Regions from separate parts of the Mus musculus genome. Here region 1 is linked to region 2. Evidence: chromatin contacts called from public HiChIP or PLAC-seq data. All regions are on one chromosome and are shown on one strand. Each heading gives the region's core, a stretch centred on a gene start, on an enhancer-like site or on the middle of the called end of the contact. The rest is flanking DNA. Distances are from core to core; before and after follow the strand shown.

The links. HiChIP or PLAC-seq counts read pairs in DNA pulled down with a chosen protein or histone mark.
Region 1: a contact with region 2 is called in an H3K27ac HiChIP or PLAC-seq map of oligodendrocyte precursor cells, with 6 times the contacts expected there. The contact joins two enhancer-like sites. A contact is called at or near these places in 2 of 115 datasets of contacts at active chromatin or transcription factors (differentiating embryonic stem cells and oligodendrocyte precursor cells) and 1 of 9 other capture datasets (embryonic stem cells).

What each region holds. Positions count from the first base shown.
Region 1 is chr6:144,935,200-144,941,678 of GRCm38.p6, reverse strand. It overlaps Gm46721 (a long non-coding RNA gene), which reads left to right. Exons shown (of 3, transcript XR_001785412.2): 3 at 1-1,053. Among named protein-coding and RNA genes, the nearest start is that of Gm46721, 6.6 kb to the left of the region's middle. Within about 2 kb of position 1,763, at least 11 of the 459 cell types and tissues checked have an H3K27ac peak or open chromatin away from gene starts, as enhancers often do. A contact at or near this core is called in oligodendrocyte precursor cells, where this site is marked.
Region 2 is chr6:144,166,775-144,173,930 of GRCm38.p6, reverse strand. All of the region lies in intron 1 of Sox5 (SRY (sex determining region Y)-box 5), which reads left to right. Among named protein-coding and RNA genes, the nearest start is that of Sox5, 39 kb to the left of the region's middle. Within about 2 kb of position 3,965, at least 23 of the 459 cell types and tissues checked have an H3K27ac peak or open chromatin away from gene starts, as enhancers often do. A contact at or near this core is called in oligodendrocyte precursor cells, where this site is marked.

The DNA of each region.
Region 1 (6,479 bases), core at 514-3,013, 770 kb before region 2:
CAGGAGATCCAGTCCTCTGGTCTCTGAGGTAACCAGCCCTCACGAACATACCTACCTACCCATGCAGACACATACACATAGCTAAACATAAAATAGATCTTTAAAAATGCTTTTTCATCAACTATTTTAATACTAATGTACAGCAACAGTTCCCTGGGTTCCTCAAAGCTCCACTTAATTATTATTATTATTACTACTACTACTACTACTACTATTATTATTATTATATGGGTATGGGTATTTTGGTTGAGTGTCTGTATGTGCATCACATGTGTGCAGTGTCCGAGAGGGTCAGGGAGGTCATCATATCACCTGGAACTAGAGTTACCCATTTTTATGAGGCACCGTATGGGCACTGGGAATTGAACCCAGGTCCTCTGCAAGACCCACAGTGTTCTTACATGCTGAGTCATCTCTTCAGCTCCTGAAACCCAAGTTGGGAACAGATTTGTTCTTAGCATTCTGGGGAGAGGAGGAGGAGGCGGAGGCGGAGGCGGAGGCGGAGGCGGAGGCGGAGGCGGAGGCGGAGGCGGAGTTTTCTCACCAGCGCTAACACCACACATCTCTAGCTTGAGAGTTCAAAGTCTTGAGATAGCAAGGAGCTGACACTTGAGAGTCAACTCTTTTGCAAGACTGGAAGCAGAATGGGCAGAACCAAGCTGGCTACCCTGTGCAATCATCCTGTGTCGGAACACGGTCCAAGAATGGAGTCATGGGGGGTGGGGGGAGAAAACTCCAACCAGACAAGAGACAATTGCTCTTGGAATGGGCTTTCATGCCCCGCCCAGGTGTAGCAGATTGGAGTGAGTTTGCTTCAGATTATTCACTGCAGTTGGCTATCGTTTGCTTATCGATCGTTTGCCTCTATGGAAATGCATGTTGCTTCCCCATGCAGCTTGTCCCTTTGATTATATACAGCTTGAACTCATGAGAACTTTACACAGGTGACCTTTCTTACCCCTCAGGGTATAAACTGCCAGATGCCCCGAATAAAGATGGCTGTGAATGAGGCATTCGTCCACCTCATTTTTAGGATCTATTCTCCCAGGACCTACCTCCTCTAGAGTGGTAAACCATCCCGGGTGGGGGATGGGCTTCATCAAAACACAGTGTATGAGAGTGTAAAGTTCTCAAACAATAAAGAAAACGTTTGCAGTGGTTTTCCCCGAAGATGGCTGTCCTGTGCTAGATGTCTGCCACATCTAGGCACCGATGAGAGGTTCCCAGTTGGATGTCTGCATCGTGCGCTCCTGTGGAATCTGTAGTCTGTGTCATGGCACCGGGAATTATTTCAAATTCCACAAAGGATTTAGAATCTGTGGGTGGAAATGAGAGAGAATGTGGATGCTCACAGATAAACTGTGCTTTCAGAATAAGGGCTTGAGTGTGGTGTGTGGACCACCTCCTAGTGCATTAAGTTGGACCTGCATGGGAAGACTCAAAGGTCCCCACTGATCATATAAGTGGACATTCAGGAAAGTCCGACACTCTCAGCACCATATTATTTAGCCATGCACCTCATATCTACAACCCATAATTTCAAACTTGGCTTCTTACGACAGATGGATGATTCACACAGACAATGGGAACTCCACTCAGTGGGCGCTTGATTTCATCTGCCCTGATACCAGGAGTGGGAAAGCAAGCCACACTTGGTAAAGCAAACAGGCTTCTCTCCACAGTGGGCAGAGAATACGGTTGGGCAGAGGAAACACAATATCCCCCTTTTATAGCAAGAGATCGATGCCTGCAGAAGACTTCCATTCACGCGTCCCTGTGTGCCAGAGCACAGGCTGAGACACAGCAGTGTTCCAATCCTCCCCGCTAAGTCATAGTTTCCACCCTCGATGACTTCATCCTATGAAAATAGAATTAATAGAATTCCACATGAGATGGAGGGTAGGAATTATAAGGAATTCAAAGACATATTGCGCTCAACATGCTAGATAATTGGGACATTGGGCTGGGAAAACTCACACTTCTGCGGCAAGTTCTTTTTGAGTTATTTGATAAAAAATTTTACCTCCAACTTTCCAGGAAGGTAAAAGGGGAGTATTGCTGGGATGCAAATCCATACCATGTGTTCTCTGAGCCTTATTGTTATTACTATTAAATATATTAATATTTATATTTAAATGTTGAGCTAGATCAGAGGCTTGCCTTGAGTTCTGACTACCAGTCCTGTTGTCTGCCTCCTGTTGGATTTGCTTCATTGGTTTTTGGGAGTTAGTGCAGTATTACACTGACAGCCAAGACAGTCTGAAGTTTGGGTAGAATACACAGAGACATTAGGAATAACTCCATTACTTCCAAAGAGTGCGTGAAGTTAGCTGTGAGAGCATATTCTATCTGAGAATTTGCCACGTTGCTTGGGCTGTTTGTTGTCATAGGAACTGGGGTTGGTTAGTTGGTTTACAGAGAAACCATCTACGAGGGACAAAGTTGTGGTGATCGGAAGAAAGCAGAATGCCATGTCAGGAGACTAGGGGTTTGCAGAACGTACTTATTGGCTGCCTTTGACCTTCGGGCAGTTTCTGGTGTGCCATGGTTTGATGCATTCATTTCCAGAACAGACAAGCAAGCACACAGACCTGGATGCAGAGGGAGCATTACACAGAAGCCCCCTGTTGACAAACGGGAGAGTACAGTCTTTTCATTCTGCTGGGCTCTCTTTACAGTCACACTTGTGGTGTTCAATGGCCACAGTGTTGAGATTTGCACGCCTTTTAAAAAGAGCCCAGTGAGTAAACTCTGGGAGAATTACGGCTAGAAAAATGGAGGGTCTGAGAGAGGCTGCCTGCAATTGCATTGCTGGTTCTTATAATCGATCCCTAGGAATTCATGTCTGCTTTGAGTCTGCCTACCAGAGAGGCAGTAAGGACGGAGCAGTGGCTGGCAGGGTTTCTCATAGCTAGAGCCCAGCATGCATGAGGAGGAGGCCGCAACTGCTCAAAAGAGTTCTAGAAGGAACGAGGTACAGGTGGGAGTTTTAAAATCTTGACACCCTGATAAGATTTCATCGAAGCTTCAAAGCTCGTTAAAAGAGAATAAAACAATGACCTACATTGCCAGTATTTCTTTGAAACCCTAATCTGTTGGTGAAACAGAGCAAAGCCAGCCCTCTTTTGTGAATTTAAGTAAACACGTTCTTCAGGGCCATCAAAGATTATGTTATAGCGCAAAGGCCTGCCTTGCTCTTGAGAGGCCTCCTCCAGGGTTTTGTGAGTGTTTGTGGCCATCGCATGTCTTTGAAGGAGCCACCCAAACCAAGGACTTCTGGCACTCTCCAGACTTTCACCATGAGACAAAGCAGAGTCCTGGGTTCTTGCATGTCACTCAGAGCCTTTCTTAGGGCGAGTGGCAGGTCAGTAGTTTGGTCTTGGTCTTTTGATTACAGAAGGAATTTGGAGGATCAGAGAACTAAGGAGTGAGGAAGCTTGACCGACAGTTCTTGATCCTTGACAAAGTCAGTCAGCCTGGTCAGTAGAGGAGCAGAGAGCGGAGGCTGCATTGCCGTGCAGTGTGTCAGAGCATTGCGTGGCCATGCAGTCTTTTGCAGTGGCAGTCACAGAACCTGTGACCTGAGCTGAAGTGGAGGATGTCAGCGTGAGTCTTGAAGTTACAGAGTTGAGTGTTCTTCTAAGAGAGCCCTCCCTTGTCTCTGAATCGCAGTTGCCCTTACGCTCTGTGAATGCTCCCACCAGGACAGAGACTCCATCATATTAGAGGCCTCTCTGTATTCTTATGGCCTCCTTTCCCATCAAAGACTCAGTTTTATTTTTAATTGTGCCGTCCATGTGCTGTGAGGGCAGGTGTACACATAAGCACTGAGCCACCTCTCCGTTCCCCCTGTGGCACCCCTAAAGCTGGGAATTCTATTGAAAATAGGTCAGCAATAGAAACCAGGTGCTCTCTGTTTCTCTGTAACTAATAATTTCTGAATCTGTGATGTTGAACACCAGGCTGGAGACCCAGAAACAATTGGTGATGTTGTACAGACGAGCGGGCAGCCTGCCGACATGGTTCCTTTTTATTTGGGAGAGGTCAGCATGAGTGTGTGCATGCATGCGTGTGTGCATGCATGTGTGTGCATGGATGTGTGTGTCTGTGAGGACAGAGGTCAACCTCTGCCCTCTTGCTGCAGAAGCTTCCTCAGTAAACATCGTCCTTGTTTTTCCAGACAGGAACACTCAGTGGCCTGGAACCCAATAGCTTGGTTATGGTGGCTGGACAGGAATCCTAGGAATCCTTTTGCCTGTCTCCACCTCCCCAGCATGGGGATTACAGGAGGATGCCATAACACAGCTTTGTAATGTGATCCCTAGGGATCCAGTGCTTGCACAGTGAGTTCTTTATCCCCGGAGTGGCCTGCTGTGCGGTCAGTGCCTTCAACGGAACAGAGAAGAACCACTCGCGTGGTGGATGGTGATTTGCTTTCCTGAGAACCTAGTGATTAAGATTAGAAAGTTCTTTATAGAAACTTATAGAATGATGCTCGACTCACCATCTAGGTGCTGAAGTCCAGGCGAATTAACACTTAAAACTGATCATTGTAGAGTGACTAAAAACAGGGTAAGAGTTGGGGTGGGTGATTCCCCAGGGATGCTGAGTGCTGGGACACTTATAGCATTTGGGACCTGGGGAAACACATCTTGGCCCTTTTTACTGGTAACGAGAAGATGTCTAAAAGCCACTTTGGGCAGATTTTGTACCTCAAAGAAGTCAGTGTCATGGGCAGAAGGCAGGCAGGATGGAGATTCATGTCGGGAGATGGCTGGTAGAGAATGTACACAGGTCTGCGAGCCCACCAACCACTGGCTCTCTGTTTGAAGTAACCATTTCCAAATGGGGCCAGTTGCATAAAAAGTTCAAATAAATGCTCAATATATGGTCTCTATAAAAACTTGTTTACACGGGAGGTGGAAGCAGAAGGATTAGAAGGTCTGGGTCATCTTGAATCATATAGCTGGTTCAGTGCCAGCCTGGGCTAAATAAGAATCTGTCTTAAAAAAATCAAAATACTCAAAACATAGCCCCAGACCTCCCCCCCCAAAAAAAAAACCCCACCATGTAGTTCCTACTCTCACGGAGCCCATTACCACTTCCTGACTAACCATTCCTCCTGGTGAGGTGGGCATAGCTTTGAATGCCTTCTTCATGTGATAGATCGATAGACTAGGTCTGAGGATTGTTCTTGGCTCACAGGGAGCAAACACGGTATTGCTGTATGTGAGTTCTCTCTGCATTGGTTTGGACATGGGAAGAGTCCTAGGCTATAGCCACTGTGTTGCTTGGCAGGAGTGAAGCTAAGTGCAACTTACACACACACCCCTGCATACACATAAACATTCTCTTGCTTACATATGCATATAATGCACAAGGGTATGATCTTGACCAACATTATCAATAGACAGTTTTTAGTTGTATTTTTATTTATTTATGTGTGTTCTGTGAATGTATGCCAAGTGTGTATGGGTACCCTCCAAGGCAAAAATAAGGTATTAGATTCCCTGGAGGTGTAGTTACAGGTAGTGGTGAGCCACAGGTCATGGGTACTGGGAACCAAACTAGATCTTTTGCAAGAGCAGCAAGTGCTCTTAACCCACCTACATATACATGCACAATTACACACACACACACACACACACACACACACACACACACACACAAAAGTATATATATACACATACATACATATATATATACTTATGTATATGTATAATGAATATATATGCATACAAAACATAAACGTGTGTGTGTGTGTGTGTGTGTGTGTGTGTGTTTAATATAGCTTTTATGTTCTAAGCCTCATGATCACTTCTAGGAACATCATAGCATACAAAGTGGTCACACTTTAAGGAGACAGATATGAAAAGAGTAAATGGGAACTTTTATAATTAGTATAAATGATGGTGGTGGAGTTAAGGAAAGGGATTTAAGGTAGAAAACAAAGAAACTCGCCTTAAGTAGAGAGATCAGAAAGGAAATTGCTGAGGTCTTGATGTTTAGCCTAAAGGCCCAAGGGTGACAGGATTCTGACAGAGATGAGAGCCATCTGAAGCCTTTTGTAGCTTAGGAAGGAGACTTGGTTCATTAAAAACAAAACAAATCAAACCACTGAAGAGATGGCTCAGCAGGTAGAGCTTGTTGCTCTTCTAGACTTTGTTTGGGCAACTTAGTCACTTGTAACTTCATTTCCAAGGGATCTATTCGATGCCGTCTTCTGGCCTCCAGTGGCACCCCTACAGACAATGCAGGCACCCCTATGGACAGATATGTGGTAGGGGTGATATGAGTTGAGACTGGGGGATGATCACAGGTGCTTGGAGTCTTCTCAATGATCTATGAGAAGACAGTGCAGTGGATGACATCAGACAAGGGTGACACTCGGATATGGCCATTGTTACAGCAGTAACACAGCTTGAACAGGTAAAGGAGAGAAGAGATGGACTCAACTGAAGAGAGTCCATGAAATGAGA
Region 2 (7,156 bases), core at 2,716-5,215:
GTTCAGGGAGATCTGTATCAAACTGTGTTGGTTGTCCTAAGCTAATTCAGACTACTGTGATAAGGAGAAACCTCCGGGAACACACCATAGAATGGTAATAACTGAGGGCCGCATTTGTAAAACACTTGCTTTGAAGATCTCCTTCCTTTCTGTAATCTGAAAGATAATTCACGGCGATTCGATTATATAGCTTGCATTAGAAATAATTATGAAAATAAATAAATGAATAAACCTGGAGCTGTGAAGACTGGGCTCATGTGCCAGCTGTAATTGTGCATGTGGTGGCAGAAGCTACTTGCAGAGGTTATGATTTGCTTAGAAGTGTCCCAACTTTGCAAGGATGGACTCGAGGCTAAAGGAAGAAGTCGGGATTTGTTTCCCCAGGATAAAGGCTCTGGCTGTGAGAAAATAGCCCCACGTAAGAGAAACAGGCAGTTAGAGTTAAGATTAAAATGTGGTTCTCTCCCTGGGGACATGTCACAGTGCGTGGCTGTTGCAATGAGCTATCTTATCTCTGCTTTACTTGATAACTTTATTGGTACAAAACTTGCATTCAGAGAAAGTACATTAAAGGATCATAAAGGAAAAGGTAGAAGAAAAGTATTTACTCCAATGGAGATTTAACTACAGTGTCTGCCCGCAGCTTGAACAGAGGTGACTATAATAGAAATGAAGACATTTGTATTTTACTGGTGGGGGTGTGAGTGCTGGCCTTGTTTCGAGACAGACTTTGTAGCCAGGTTAAGCTATGAAACCATAGTCCTAGTTTATAGACTCTCATCACCATCAAAAAAATCAGACATAAGGCATACATTTGAGTTCTGTTATGGAAAGCCATTCCATATCTGACTTGTAATTGATTAGGAAAATGTGATGATTCAGTGTTTGCCCTCATCTACGGGAAGCTTAATCCAGGACTCTCTGGTTTTCAGCCCAGTATACAGTTTATTTTTCTGTCTATGCATACCTATGCTAAAGCTTAATTGATAGTTGGGCACAATAATAGAGCCAAAGGGATTGATATACCATAACAGAGCAATTAAAACAAGACTGGACAGGTTAGGGAATATGGTCACCGCTCTCTCAAAGTACTTAGGAGTTCACCCATCACTCTACCTGGGATGATATGGAATGAACCGAGGTGAGATGGAGCATAGACCTGGGCAGAAATCTGTGTGATAAGATGGAGATGGAGATGGAGCACAGCCAGGGACTGAGGTCCCGGTGAGGAGCTGGAGATGGAGATGGAGATGGAGAGATGGAGCTGGAGATGGAGATGGAGATGGAGAGATGGAGATGGAGATGGAGATGGAGATGGAGATGGAGATGGAACACAGGCGTAGACTGAGGTCCCTGTGAGGAGATGGAGATGGTGATGGAGTACTGTATGAGTACTAAGTACTAAGTAGGCCTTGTGAGCAGGTGGAGCCTACTTGAACATAAGCATCATGCCATTGCTGACCTGCAGATGGATGCTGAATGTCTAATGTGCTGACGGTGTATATACCACAGGCACGCTACGTGGAGGGAGGACTTGCATCTGAGGCTGTAGGTAAAACAAGGAGCCTCTTCATAGGACTCTGAACAGTGCCGTGGCTTAAATTTCAAACTGCGCATCCCTGGGACTTTCCAGTTAATGTTTTCAACCAGTGGTTGATGCTGGGTCCCTGAAACTGAAAAGGAAAACCAAATAAATCACAGGAGGGTCTACTGTGTTTAGAACCAAGGCTAGCTCCAAATTCAGGTTCTGCCACATTCTAACCAGGAGAACTTACTCAGTCATATCCCTAGTCCTCTGTCGAAGGTAAAATGAAGACAATACTGACTTTAGTGTAAGTTTCTAAGTAGTATTTAAGATACTATTTGTTTGAAATACAATTCAGATGCCACAAAGTATAGATTTTAATGTGTAATTCATAAAGACATAATTCTATATCTATATATCTATAATGATGCTTGCATAATCACAATCTAAATTTGCAGTGTTCCTTCCCTCTGATGACGTCTTGTACCTTTTGCAGACAGTCACTGCTCTCTGCCAGTCTTTTTCCAGTTAGCCAAGCCCGACGTGTCTACTTTTGTGATATAAATTTAGCTATTCTGGACAATGTACATAAGCAATGAAAGTATTTCATTCTTGGTGACCAGATGTATTCAATTACATAACACAGTGTTCTATAGATTCCTGGGCACTGTCACACAACACAGTGTTCTCTAGGTTCCTGGGCATTCTTATATCCATCGGTACCTTGCTCCTATTTGTTATAAAATAATATTCTACTATGCATATATCACATTTTTTACCATTAATCAACTTATAGATACTTGGTTTGTTTCCTCTTTTTTTGGCTATGATAAATAAGGCTGTTGAAAACCTTTGTCGACTTGTTTGCTTTGGACATGTGTTTCTCATGATTAATTTTTTCTGGAGGAGAATCATTTGTTTACATGGTGTCTTAGTGTTAGTTTAATTTTTCAGATTATTAATTTTCTGTATTTTGAAGAAAATGTTAAATGATAGCTGGTTGATCTGTGTATAGGTCAGGAGGGTCAAGCATGTTAAGCAAAGGGAAGGAGGAAAGATTGTAATGGTATACAGAAGTAAGCATCCAGGTATTTCTTTAAAGAGAGATGTCTCCCTCTATATGCATATTGTTCCTATGTATTCCATTTCATTTTGAGGACTTGGATATGACATTGGTCAGTACTGTTTTGTTTGTTTGTTTGTTTGTTTGTTTCTTATACCCTTTGATCTGTTTGTTTCATGGCAACCAAGTACTGGAAGATACTTCCTCACTTATTCCTAAACGAGTATGCCACAGGCAATAAGGAGGAATGTGAATGGCTATTTCCACACCGGCCACAGACACGGGCGATGAAGGAGGCAGCCTCTGGAAGCATTGATGGCTGGGCATTTGCTTTAAGGAAACTACTTTCTATGTCAAACATCCATTTAGTGTTGAATAGAACTGCGTGTGTATGGACACAGTAATGAGGGTTTACCCCATTTGGAAACGAAAGATCTCTGAGGTTCCTTTAAGTACAGTGCTGCTCCGGGGCTGTGGATCAATAGAGGATTTAATAATGTTCAAATATTTGTCCCAACCTCAAAGGACACCCCGAAACAGAACTAGCTTTGCATATGATACATCTTTGTCTGTACATGTCTGTTGGCTTTCACCCAGGGATTTCCTTGGTATTTAGTGTGTTTGGCTGACTCTTTAACCAATGCAGTTATGGTAGCAATCTTGGTAGGAATTTGGCTCTGGTCCTTTGTAAATAATGTCAATCTAGTATGTAAAGATAGCAAACATGAGGTTTAGAAGTACATCCTGGCATCCCCAGGACACGTCTTCAGGGTTTCTTCCCCACTGCAGTCTCATCTCACAGTTGGTAGATACTCTGTAGAGTGTCCATAGATAAACTCCCCTCTACATATGCATCCGACAAGAAGTACAACGATGTTGTCATTCAGTTTACCTCAATTATACACATTTGCATTTTTAAATAGAGTGTATCATCTTCTATAAGTCTTTAAGCTTAAATCATTAATTTGAAGCCAAGATTAGGTTGTTCAGCCATAAAAACCAGTGGTGGAGTGGTGGAGGAGAGGCAGCATTTAAGGGGTCCGGTTGATCATCTGTCCTCAAACTTGCCAGCAGCAACAAAACAAAACAAGTCCACAAAATAAAAGGAGCAAAGAAGGGAGGATCAGGGTGGGGAAGGTCGGGGAGGTTCTGGCCTTCTTGGAACACAAAGGTCTTTCAGTTGTGGGGGACAGGAATGGGGAGTTTGGATAGTGGAAAAAAATTTCCCCATGTGGTAATGAGGTTAAGGGGGGAGCAGCAATGGGTGATTACTTTTCTCCACCAAGGCTCCTTTATCCTCATAAGCTCCGACAGTGGTCAGCATGTCAGACAGCCCTCCCTGTTTTATCCGTCCCTTAACTGTGTTCTTTGGTTTATACAGCTGGGCCTTTGTTCAGCTGTGGGGGCTGTACTGGAGATGTGAAGAGACGGCAGACACAGCATCTATAACGCTGCTGCAAATGGTCAACTCTGCATGGGAAGCACAGGATTCCAGCACTTGGGTTGACATGGTCTTGTTTTTTCCTACATATTTTTAAAGAGAAAAAGAGAACTTCCTCGTTGTGTGTGTGTGTGTGTGTGTTCCATTGTGGCATTGTGTGGAAATGTGGGTACATACATGGGTTAATGAATAAAAAGTTTTGTTGACCGTATTTTAGCAACTAAGAAGAACAAACTTAGTGACATCATCATCTAAATTATAGTCTAGCCTAGCCATGTCTCTTGGAGGGACAGCATTTTGGAGAATATTCATAAACAGATGTGCTTAGCTATAAAACTAATATGGAGTGAGGGACAAAGGACAAAGTGCTTGAGACCATCTATATGACACCCTTGAAATATAACACTGGGGGGAGGGCGTTGGGAGTGAGCTCACTGATAGCCTTCCGTGTGAGCAGATATCGTTCTGACCACTTTCTGTGCTTTTACTTCCCAGAGTATTATAAAACATTGATGACTTCTTTTTAGTTTGTCTACAGTATGTACATACCCTTTGAGTTTTGATTGTGGTTCCAGGAAGGGAGTGGCCTGTCAGTGAATTCTCCACAGCTTTTTCACATTTATAGCAAAGGGCTAGGATTCCTAAGGTATGCACAGTGGCAATCTGAGCCTTCCCCCACCCCAACCCCTGCGATGTGTGCATGTGTGCGCGAGCGTGTGTGTGCGTGTGTGTGTGTGTGTGTGTGCGTGTGCGTGTGTGCGTGTGTGTGTGTGTGTGTGTGTATGTGTGTGTGTGTGTGTGCCTTTCTAAAAACAACAGGGAATGTGTTAAACCAAGAAAGATTAATGGGACGAAGAAGATAAATAGTTAAGACATAAAATGAGTTTGGAGGTCATGCTTGGAAAATAGAAAAGCTTATGGATTTAATTCATATTCATCCAAGCAGAGGGGTTTTGGCATGAAGGGGCCAATAAAGAGGCTTGGTGTCCTTCTGACACCAGTCATAGCTGCACCCTGCTGATTTGGAATTTGAGTTGATAGATGCTTGTCTGCCAGGCTGTTAGTATTCTCGTGACTATAATGTCACATTTTTTAGTTTTCCAGGGCAGGTCAGGAAATCTGAGTCTTTCAACAGTAGCTGTTGTCCTGTGGAAGACTCATGGCCTGTATATTTGTTCTTTGCTGTCTGTTTTGAATCTAACACAAACATTTCTGCTTCGTTCACTGGCTTCCTTTTTCTTTTTCTTTTTCTTTTTCCTTTTCCTTTTCTTTTTCTTTTTCTTTTTCTTTTTCTTTTTCTTTTTCTCTTTCTCTTTCTCTTTCTCTTTCTCTTCCTCTTCCTCTTCCTCTTTCTCTTTCTTTTTCTTTTCCTTTTTATTTTTCTCTTTCTCTTTTTTCCCTTCTCTTTCTCTTCTTTCCCTTCTCTTTCTCTTCCTCTCTTTCTCTCTCTCTCTCTCTCTCTCTCTCTCTCTCTCTCTCTCTCCCTCTCTCTCTCTCTCTTTCTTTTTCTTTTCCCCTTCAGTTGCACTAGACACAGCCTGCAAACAATTTTGTGTAAAGTTGGAAAGAGTGAGGTTTGCAAACTGGCCGCCATCAGCAATGCCAAGACTCCTCCTGTCAGGGTCATTTGGACTTGAAAAGGGGTAGAGGCTCATGATATGCCTATTTACTGGACTAGCCAGGGGATGGTTTGAACACTGAGACCCCCTTTCTCATTCCTGTTCCGGATTGCTCTCGGGGAGGGGGTGTGCCTTAGATGACTTAACTTGCTCAAGTTCACAATGACCCTCAGAAACAAAAGAAATTAAAGCTGGACTGGTTAATTATTTCTGTCATCATTATTAGATCCTAAATATATTAAACATGCCACAAATTTTATTTCAAGGTATATAACACACACAGAATAAGTCAGTTTTGATTATGAAACAAATTGCTATTTATTTAGACTTAGCCAGTAGTGTGAGAGGGAAGGGTTCAGCTAATAGGAGTGGGGACTCCCTTAAGAAAGCCAGAAAAGGAGATGGGAGGGGCTTCAAGAATAAGTACTCAAAGAGGTTATAATGAAGGACAAATTCATTTTTTATTTTCAGTTTCCTCTTGCAGTTTGGTGACATCCTGCAATGGTCAATGTGACTTAATCATTGCAACAAGAGAAATGATATTTATGGAGAGGACTCAACCCATTAAACCTAACTAGGTGCTCTCTCCTACCCCAGACTAATTGTTTTGTGTATATCTTTATGTGACTAGTGGTGTTCATCAGTAGAAATCTGTCTTCATTCAGGACAAATATGATAAAGAAGCAATTAAAAAGGTCCCCAGCACATGGCATGGGGCCATAGGCACACATGACCAGAGTGTGGCATGGGGCCATAGACAGATATGACCCCCACATAGGATTGGGCCATAGACAGACATGACCAGCACATGACATGGAACCATAGATAGACATGACCAGCACACGGCATGGGGCCATAGACAGACATGACCAGCACATGACATGGAACCATAGATAGACATGACCAGCACACAGCATGGGGCCATAGACAGACATGACCAGCACATGACATGGAACCATAGATAGACATGACCAGCACACGGCATGGGGCCATAGGCAGACATGACTAGCACATGGCATCTGACCGTAGGTAGGCATGGTCACATCCTGCTGAAAACACTGTGGAAATGGCATGCACTTTGAAGAGGTTAGTGCTGGTTCCTGAGGTCATGATAGTTTACCCGCTACCTATATACCCTTGGCTTTTCAGTTTTATAGGTTAGCGTAGCGCGAATCAGGAGAAGTTTGCTTCTACTTACTATTTTTCTTTAGAACAAACTCTCAAGCAAACATTTCAGAACGACGTAGTAAGCGAAAACAACCAGCACCTGACTTTTGTTAGACTAAAATGAGACGCCCAGTCCATGATGGAGGCCCTCGCTCTGGTACACACACGAGGGAGCAGGTTTACCTGATCCAGAATATATCCCTGCTTCCCTGCCGAGTTCATTCAGGGATACAACAATAGACAGAGAACAAGTCCCCTGCTCACTAGCAACTGTGTGGATGGCAGGGAGAGAGAGCCTCGTTTATAGGATTCTACAGGCAGCTTTCATGGATGTCTCAGCT